Regions from separate parts of the Macaca mulatta genome. Here region 1 is linked to region 2. Evidence: chromatin contacts called from public Hi-C data. All regions are on one chromosome and are shown on one strand. The core of a region is the stretch at or near the end of the contact, and the rest is flanking DNA. Distances in the headings are between cores, read along the strand shown.

Region 1 (4,284 bases), core at 186-2,685, 68 kb after region 2:
CAGCCTCAGGAAAGTTACACAGTCTTTTTGAATCTTGGTTTCCTCATAGGAGGGATTAAAAAACAAAACAAACAAACAAAAAAACTTGAATGAGATAGTTTCCAAGTTGTCTCCAAATTCAAATATATGATTTAATACATAAGCCTGAAGACTTTTAATCCCTACAAGATTATTCTTTTTGCCCTCTTTTGGATTCTCTCTACTTATTACACACCTCACCCAACACTAAGCAAGTGCCTTTAACACCCACATAGCACTAGTGTGGCCAGAACTAAAAGTGAAAGCTAAGCAGCTAAGCAGTCTTTTTGAAATATACTTGCTTGGGAATACAGGGTAAAGAGTAGAAAAAACCATGACTGCCTTTTTTTTTTTTTTTTTTGAGACGGAGTCCCACTCTGTCGCCCAGGCTGGAGTGCAGTGGTGAAACCTCAGCTCACTGCAACCTCTGCCTATTGGGTTCAAGCGATTCTCGTGCCTCGGCCTCCCCAGTAGCTGGGACTACAGGCCGCGCCATCACGCCCGGCTAATTTTTGTATTTTTGGTAGAGATAAGGTTTCACCATGTTGACATCTGGTTGAATGTTGGTCAGGCCAGTGTTGAACTCCTGACCTCAGGTGATCCGCCCGCTTAGGCCTCCCAAAGTGCTGGGATTACAGGCGTGAGCCACCGCGCCCGGCCCGACGACTGCTTTTTCAACAAGCTTCCAAAAAAGTGAAACCCTAAGGCGCTTCTCTACGTTGCCCTGTCCCACAATCTCCACCAAAAGCAGCCTAGACCCCAGGCCCATCAGTCTGCAGTGACCGCGGTCTCAGGAGACGGGCTCCTACCCTGGCGTCCGGTCTCTGAAGTCTGCGTATAGTCCAGGGAGTTGGGCAGGCTCTGGCTGCGGCCATGGCGCTGGGTCCGTTTCCATCGCTGGCTGTAAAGGAGGCACAGGAATCCAAGGCCGGCGGCGGTACCCAGCAACAGTCCCAGCCCGGCACGGGCACCACCCAGGGCTCCCAGTCTAGACATGCTGCACCTGCGGCCAGCAGAAGCCACCGGGAGCAGGCGGGCGGCCGGGCGGGCGTAGGGAGAGAGAGAGATTCGTGAGTCTGGTAAACCCACCCCCAAGGCAGAACCCCGGCAGGTACCCCCTTGCCCAAACCCTGAGCTCCTGACTACCTGCATCCCAGTCTGAACCCTAAGGCTTCCTCCAGCCCCCTGGGCCCCACTGCCGCTCCCCTCACCCAGCCTGGACATAGCCACCCCTCCAGCACATCCTCCGATCCGGGTCACAGAGTACGGCTTCTGGGCCTTCAACCCTCCACCTCAGCCTCACAACACTGCAGACCACAAACCCGCCGCCCTGGCTGCAAACTCCCGGCCTTCCCCTGCGGCCCAGGAACGCGCTCTGGCCTGGCAGGAGACCCACTCAAAACCTTACCCGGCCGCCAGCCACCATGGCAGCAGCCGCCGCGGGCTCACGCTGTCAGTGACCGTGACGTCAGACAGACGGCGCCAGCGGCTCGGCGCCCTGAGGGAAGGCGCACGGAGATGACCACGCCGGCCCCACCCCCGGCCTGTTTCCCTCAGGAGCGAGGCCACGGGCGCCGGCGGAGGGGCGGAGTCAGCACAGCGCAAAAGGAAAGCAAAAAGGGTCCGAAGGCTGAGGAAAGGCGGGAAAGCGGGGAGACTTCTTGGGCGGACGCTGGCGCAGTCACCCTCACCGTCCGGCATCCAGGCCTCCATTTCCCTCCGGTCACACCGGCTTACTTGCTGCTCCCGGAATACGCTCAGCATATTCACACTTTCTCCCTGCGCTTCTGCCCGGACCTCCCCTCTGTACCTGGAAAACGTCACCCTCTCCCCACATTTTATTTTTATTTTGTAGAGACTGGGTCCCGCTCTCCTGGTCTCCAGCGATCCGCCTGCCTCGGCCTCCCAAAGTGCGTGAGCCGCCGCACCCGGCCATAAACCTTAAACCTAACGTACCGTTTTATAATTCTATTTTACTCTTGTAATTGTATGCAACTTCTAATTTTGGCAACTAAAAAGACCGATTTTATGGACTACGATGACGATTGTATTGTGAATATTTCTTAAGAGTTAAAATTTTCTTTAGTGATAGAAGAAAGTTCTAGGCCAGTTCTCCCAATACCCTTGACTAGATCTTATATTTCTTTACGCTTTAATTGTGAGTTACTGTATACATATAAGAATACAGGAGGCCTGCGGTGGTGGCATGTGACTGTAGTCCCACATGCCCTGGGGGCTGAGATGGGAGGATCACTTGAGCCCAGGGTGTGGAGGCTGCAATGAGCCATGAGCACTCTGGGCAACGGAAGTCAGGATTTCGAGGCCACCCTGGCCAACCTGGCGAAACCCCGTTGTTAGGCAGGAATCTAGACCCAACATGGCAGCGTTACCCGGCGTAGCAGGCCTTTTGTTAAAGACTCCCTTCACCCTTGTACACACCCTCAGACTTACATGCGTCAGAGTTCCGGCTGGGCAGTCACACGCCCAGTGACCTGCAGCTCACGTGCATTCCACAAGTTCGTCAACAGCAATTTCCGTCGACAGTTTCCAAAGACCCCTTCCTCATGACCCTTACTCAACTCCTGCTCTAGTAGTTTCAAGACCCCCCAGGCCCTGTTTGCACAACCAGCTTCCCTACCTCTCAGGCTATAAGAAGCCCCCACCCTCCTCCCTCAGCGCGACTTCCTCGGCCCACACCTTTGGACTGAGGAACCTCGCCCGCAAGCCCTAATAAAAGCTATTCTCACTGCCATTTATTTGCCTTGTGTCTTCGTTCCCGGTTCAGCTCCAGCCTCAGTTTACCTTTACATTTGGTGCCGAAACCAGGGAGGAGACCCCCTCCCCAGACCCCTGCTGGGTCGAGCAGCCTCTCCTCTCCCCGAGCTGGGATCCCCTCCTCAAGCCTGGCGCCGTCTCACCAAATTTAAGACTCAATTCGATCACTGCTGGGTAAGTTTCCCCCGTCCTGAAGGCTCCCTCCGGGAGTCCCTGTCCGAAACGCACGGCCGTGTCAGGGGCTCTCTCCTGTCAGCTGTGACCTCAGCACCAGGGACTAGGAGACGTCCAACCTCCCCGGAAGCCACCATACCCCGCACTCCGCGTGGCAGTGAGAGGACGCTCCCATTGCCTCCGGACTGCCCGCCTTAAGACCATGGGAACTACCCAGTCCAAACCAGACGGAAAATCCCCTCTGAGGTGCCTCTTGGCTAATTTCTAGACTTTAAGTCTCAGCCAAGACCTAAAAAAAAGCGGCTCATTTTCTTCTGCACAGTAGCATGACCGCAGTATAAATTGGATAATCAGTCTCAGTGGCCTGCAGAAGGCACTCTAGACTTTAACATTCTCACAGATCTGACCAACTTCTGCAAGAGACTAGGCAAATGGTCCGAGATACCCTATGTTCAGGCCTTTTGGGACTTGCGTTCTCGCCCAGATCTCTGCGCCCAGTGCTCGTTAGCTCAAGTTCTGCTCGCAAAGTCTTTTCCCTCGGGCAAGGAGAGGGATGATTACTCCTCTTTTTCTGAGCCTCCTGACACCCTATCCTGGCCACCCCTCCGGTCTCCTGCCCAACCTCCTCCTTACCCTGACCCACCGTTATCCCCATCCTTGTCAATGCCGCCCCACCCTTCCCCCCCTCCTGTGCCCTTACCAAACCCGACAGATTCTGTCTCACCTACCTCCACCTCCTCCCCTTCCTCGCCTGTCTCAGCCCATACTCGGTCCAGGACCGACCTCCTGTGTCCCTTATGAGAGGTGGCAGGCGCCGAAGGAGTAGTCTGGGTCCATGTGCCGTTTTCATTGGCAGACTTGTCTAAGGTTGAGGAGTGTGCAGGCTCCTTTTCGGCCAATCCTACTGGTTATATCAAAGAGTTTAGGTGTCTATGCCAGGAATATGATCTCACCTGGCACGACCTTCATGTCGTTATGACCTCAACCCTGTCTCTTGAGGAGCAGGAACGCATCCTAGCGGCAGCCAGGCAGCATGCTAACCAGGTTCATTTAACTGACCCTGCCATGCCAGGCAGTGCTCTCGGCTGAGCCCAACTGGGACTACCAGGTGGGGCAGGCAGGCTGCCGCTGCCGCCAAGACATGATGGTTCAGTGCCTTCTTGCCGGCATGCAGGCAGCCTCTAACAAATCAGTCAACTTTAACAAACTAAAGGAGGTAGTCCAAGGCGCAGATGAAAATCCAGCTGTTTTTCTTAACGGGCTGACTGAGGCACTTATTCAGTACACCCGCCTTGACCTTGTCTCCCCTGCAGGAGG
Region 2 (3,849 bases), core at 851-3,350:
TAAAGGTGTGGGAAGAACTGGAGGCAAAGGTGTGTAACTTTGATATGGAAGAAAGTTCACTATTATCACAGGTACTATCTATAATCACTAAGTTAGGTTGTTTCTACATCCAGAAAGCTGCCTGAGTCTGTTCTCTCTGTTATTCCTCTAATTCAGAGGACCCCAATGCCCCATTGTAGACCTGTGGCCTGTTAGGAACTGGGCTGAAGAGCAGGAGGTGAGCAGCTGGCAAGCAAGCATTACTGCCTGAGCTCTGCCTCCTATCAGATCAGGGAGAGCATTAGATTCTCACAGGAACTCAAACCCTATTCTTTTGTTTGTTTGTTTGTTTGTTTTTTTGAGACGGAGTCTCGCTCTGTCGCCCAGGCTGGAGTGCAGTGGCCGGATCTCAGCTCACTGCAAGCTCCGCCTTGCGGGTTTACGCCATTCTCCTGCCTCAGCCTCCCGAGTAGCTGGGACTACAGGCGCCCGCCACCTCACCTGGCTATTTTTTTTTTTTTTTTTTTTTTTTTTTGAGACGGAGTCTCGCTCTGCCGCCCAGGCTGGAGTGCAGTGGCGCGATCTCAGCTCACTGCAAGCTCCGCCTCCTGGGTTCACACCATTGTCCTGCCTCAGCCTCCCGAGTAGCTGGGACTACAGGCACCCGCCACCTCGCCCGGCTAGTTTTTTTGTATTTTTTAGTAGATACGGGGTTTCACCGTGTTAGCCAGGATGGTCTCGATCTCCTGACCTCATGATCCGCCCGTCTCGGCCTCTCAAAGTGCTGGGATTACAGGCTTGAGCCACCGCGCCCGGCCTATTTTGTATTTTTTAGTAGAGACGGGGGTTTCACGGGGTTAGCCAGGATGGTCTCCATCTCCTGACCCTGTGATCCGCCCGTCTCGGCCTCCCAAAGTGCTGGGATTACAGGCTTGAGCCACCGCACCTGGCCACAAACCCTATTTTGAACTGCACCTGTGAGGAATCTAGATTGCACACTCCTTATGGGAATCTAACTGATGATCTTGAGGTATAACAGTTTCATTCCAAAACCATTCTCTGCCTCAGGCCCACCCCCCAAGCCCTGTAGAAAACTGTCTTTGATAAAACAGGTCCCTGGTGCCAAAAAGGTAGAATTGGAATCTAATTTAAATCTTCATCTCTTGCCTGAAATATTGCAACAACTTCCTTTTTGCTGTCTTCACTTTCACTCTCCTGAAATCTATTCTTCAATGCCACAGGGTAATAGTGTGAGGATTAAATAAAAACTTTGTCAACTTTAAAGCACTCCACATATATAAAGTAGTAATAAGGCCGTTGCAACGGCTCACACCTGTAATTCCAACACTTTGGGAGGTCAAGGTGGGAGGATCACTTGAGGCCAGGAGTTCAAGGCCAACTTGAACAGAGCGAGACGCTATCTCAAAAATAAAAAAAAAGCCAGGCATGATGGTTCACACCTGTAATTCCAGCACTTTGGGAGGCCAAGGCAGGTGGATCACCTGAGGTCAGGAGTTTGAGACCAGCCTGGCCAACATGGTGAAACCCTGTCTCTACTAAAAATACAAAAAATTAGCTGGGTGTGGTGGCGAGTGCCTAAAATCCCAGTTACTTGGGAGGCTGAGGCATGGAGACTCGCTTGCATCTGGGAGGTAGGGGTTGCAGTGAGCTGAGATCGCATCCCTGCACTCCAGCCTGGGTAACAGAGTGAGACTCCATCTAAAAATAATAATAATAATAATAATAATAACAAATTAGTAATAGTGGAGGGGAAATAGATCTAACCAAATAACTTGTCTTCTTAAAAACTTTCAGTGGGCCGGGCGCGGTGGCTCAAGCCTGTAATCCCAGCACTTTGGGAGGCCGAGACGGGCGGATCACGAGGTCAGGAGATCGAGACCATCCTGGCTAACACGGTGAAACCCCGTCTCTACTAAAAAATACAAAAAACTAGCCGGGCGAGGTGGCTGGCGCCTGTAGTCCCAGCTACTCGGGAGGCTGAGGCAGAATAGCGTAAACCCGGGAGGCGGAGCTTGCAGTGAGCTGAGATCCGGCCACTGCACTCCAGTCTGGGCGACAGACCGAGACTCCGTCTCAAAAAAAAAAAAAAAACAAAAAACAAAACTTTCAGTGATTTATTCAGTACCTAGAGAACAAAGCTCCTTATATATGTATTTTTTGAGACTGAGTCTTGCTCTGTTGCCCAGGCTGGAGTGCAGTGGGGTGATCTCGGCTCACTGCAACCTCCACCTCCCAGGTTCAAGCAATTCTGTGCCTCAGCCTCCCAAGTAGCTGGGATTACTTGCATGCGTCACCACGCCCAGCTACTTTTTGTAGTTTTAGTAGAGATGGGGTTTTGCCATCTTGGCCAGGCTGGTCTTGAACTGACCACGTGATCCACCCACCTTGGCTTCCCAAAGTGCTGGGATTACAGGCTTGAGCCACCGCGCCTGGCCTCTTCTTACATGTTTTGTTGTTGTTGCTTGCTTTTTGGGACAAGATCTCACTCTGTAGCCCAGGTTGGAGTGCAGTGTCCCATCATAGCTCACTGCAGCCTTGACGTCCTGAGCTCAAGCAATCCTCCCACCTCAGCTTCCGGGATAGCTGAGACCACAGGCACAAGCCACCATGCCCAGCTTATTCTTTTTGGAGATATGGGGTCCCACTATGTTGCCCAGGCTGGCCTCCAACTCCTGAGCTCAAGCGATCCTCTCCTGCCTTGGCTTCCCAAAGTGCTGGGATCACAGGCGTGAGCCACTGTGCAGGCCTTATATGATCTTAAGCCTCTTCATATCCTGAACTAAATGTAACTTTCCAGTTTCGGCACTTGTTCTGGCACTTTTCCTCCCTCGCTAGATAATACTAATCTTTAATCATGTAGTTTGTTTCCATGCCCATACTACCCTATCTGCTTATAGTGTCTTCCACTTCGCCCAAGAAATCCTACTCAGCTAGCTTGTGTTGTTTTGAGACACTCTCGTTCTGTCGCCCACGCTGGAGTACAGTGGCGAGATCTCGGTTCGTTGCAACCTCTTCCTCCCGGGTTCAAGCGATTCTCGGCCCTACTCAGCCTTTAAAACCGGAATCACGGGTCAAAACTTTCTGGTAAACCACGAGACGGTTTAGGTTATGAAATTCAATGCCCCCTTCCTCTGAAGTCCTGCAAATCTCCAGTAAAGCACCACAGATTGACGAATATTCCAGCCGTTTCCCTCTCCCCTCCGATAGCTCCATTTCCCACTTCTATCCATCTTCTCGAGCTTCCTCAGCTCCTCCACCTCCATGAGGCCTGGAAAGCACCTGGTTCCAGGAATGTGAGTCGGAGGCTCAGAGCTACCAGCGCCAAAAGCTGACGTTCAGATACTGCTGAAACAAACCACAAGAGTGCTAAGGCTCTAGGTAATAGTCCGGCTCCAGGTAATAGTCCAGCTGGGATGACGGTAGGAACTCGCAGGCCCGCCGGCGGTGCATGCCGGGAGATGCAGTCCCGGGCCGACGCATTACCTCTTGGGAGTTGTAGTCTTCGATCTGGTAAACAGACCACAGCAACTCTGATGTCTTCCCCCACCGTCCCCCGAAAACCCTCGCCCCACCCGCGAGGGACTAGGGTAAGAGTAGGGGCGTTGCCGTGGTTGGCCTAGAACTCCTAGGCTCAGACGATCCTCTCGCCTCGGCCTCCCGAGTTAGCTGGGACTACGCGCGTGAGCCACCGCGCCCGGCATAAAGTCTGAATTAGTCCTTACGCAAAAAGGGAAGAGGGCAGTCCGTAACCTCGCGCAGGATCAAGCTCTCGAGTTCCAGTCTTGGGCTAGCGCGGAGGGCGGAAGGGGCAAGAAGGCGGATCCGGAAGGCGGAGATACGTTACGCCGA

What was found. A called contact is a pair of places that touch in the nucleus more often than the background predicts.
Region 1: a Hi-C map of fetal cortex germinal zone shows a contact between it and region 2, with 2.1 times the contacts expected there. The contact joins the promoter of RMDN3 here to the promoter of RAD51 in region 2. A contact is called at or near these places in 3 of 14 Hi-C or Micro-C datasets (CD4 T cells, cortical neurons and fetal cortex germinal zone).

Annotation. Positions count from the first base shown.
Region 1 is chr7:18,097,878-18,102,161 of T2T-MMU8v2.0, forward strand. RMDN3 (regulator of microtubule dynamics 3) reads right to left here and starts at 1,436. Exons shown (of 13, transcript NM_001261760.1): 1 at 1,427-1,436; 2 at 828-1,021. The coding sequence starts at 1,014.
Region 2 is chr7:18,028,844-18,032,692 of T2T-MMU8v2.0, forward strand. RAD51 (RAD51 recombinase) reads left to right here and starts at 2,101. Exons shown (of 10, transcript XM_015141943.3): 1 at 2,101-3,849.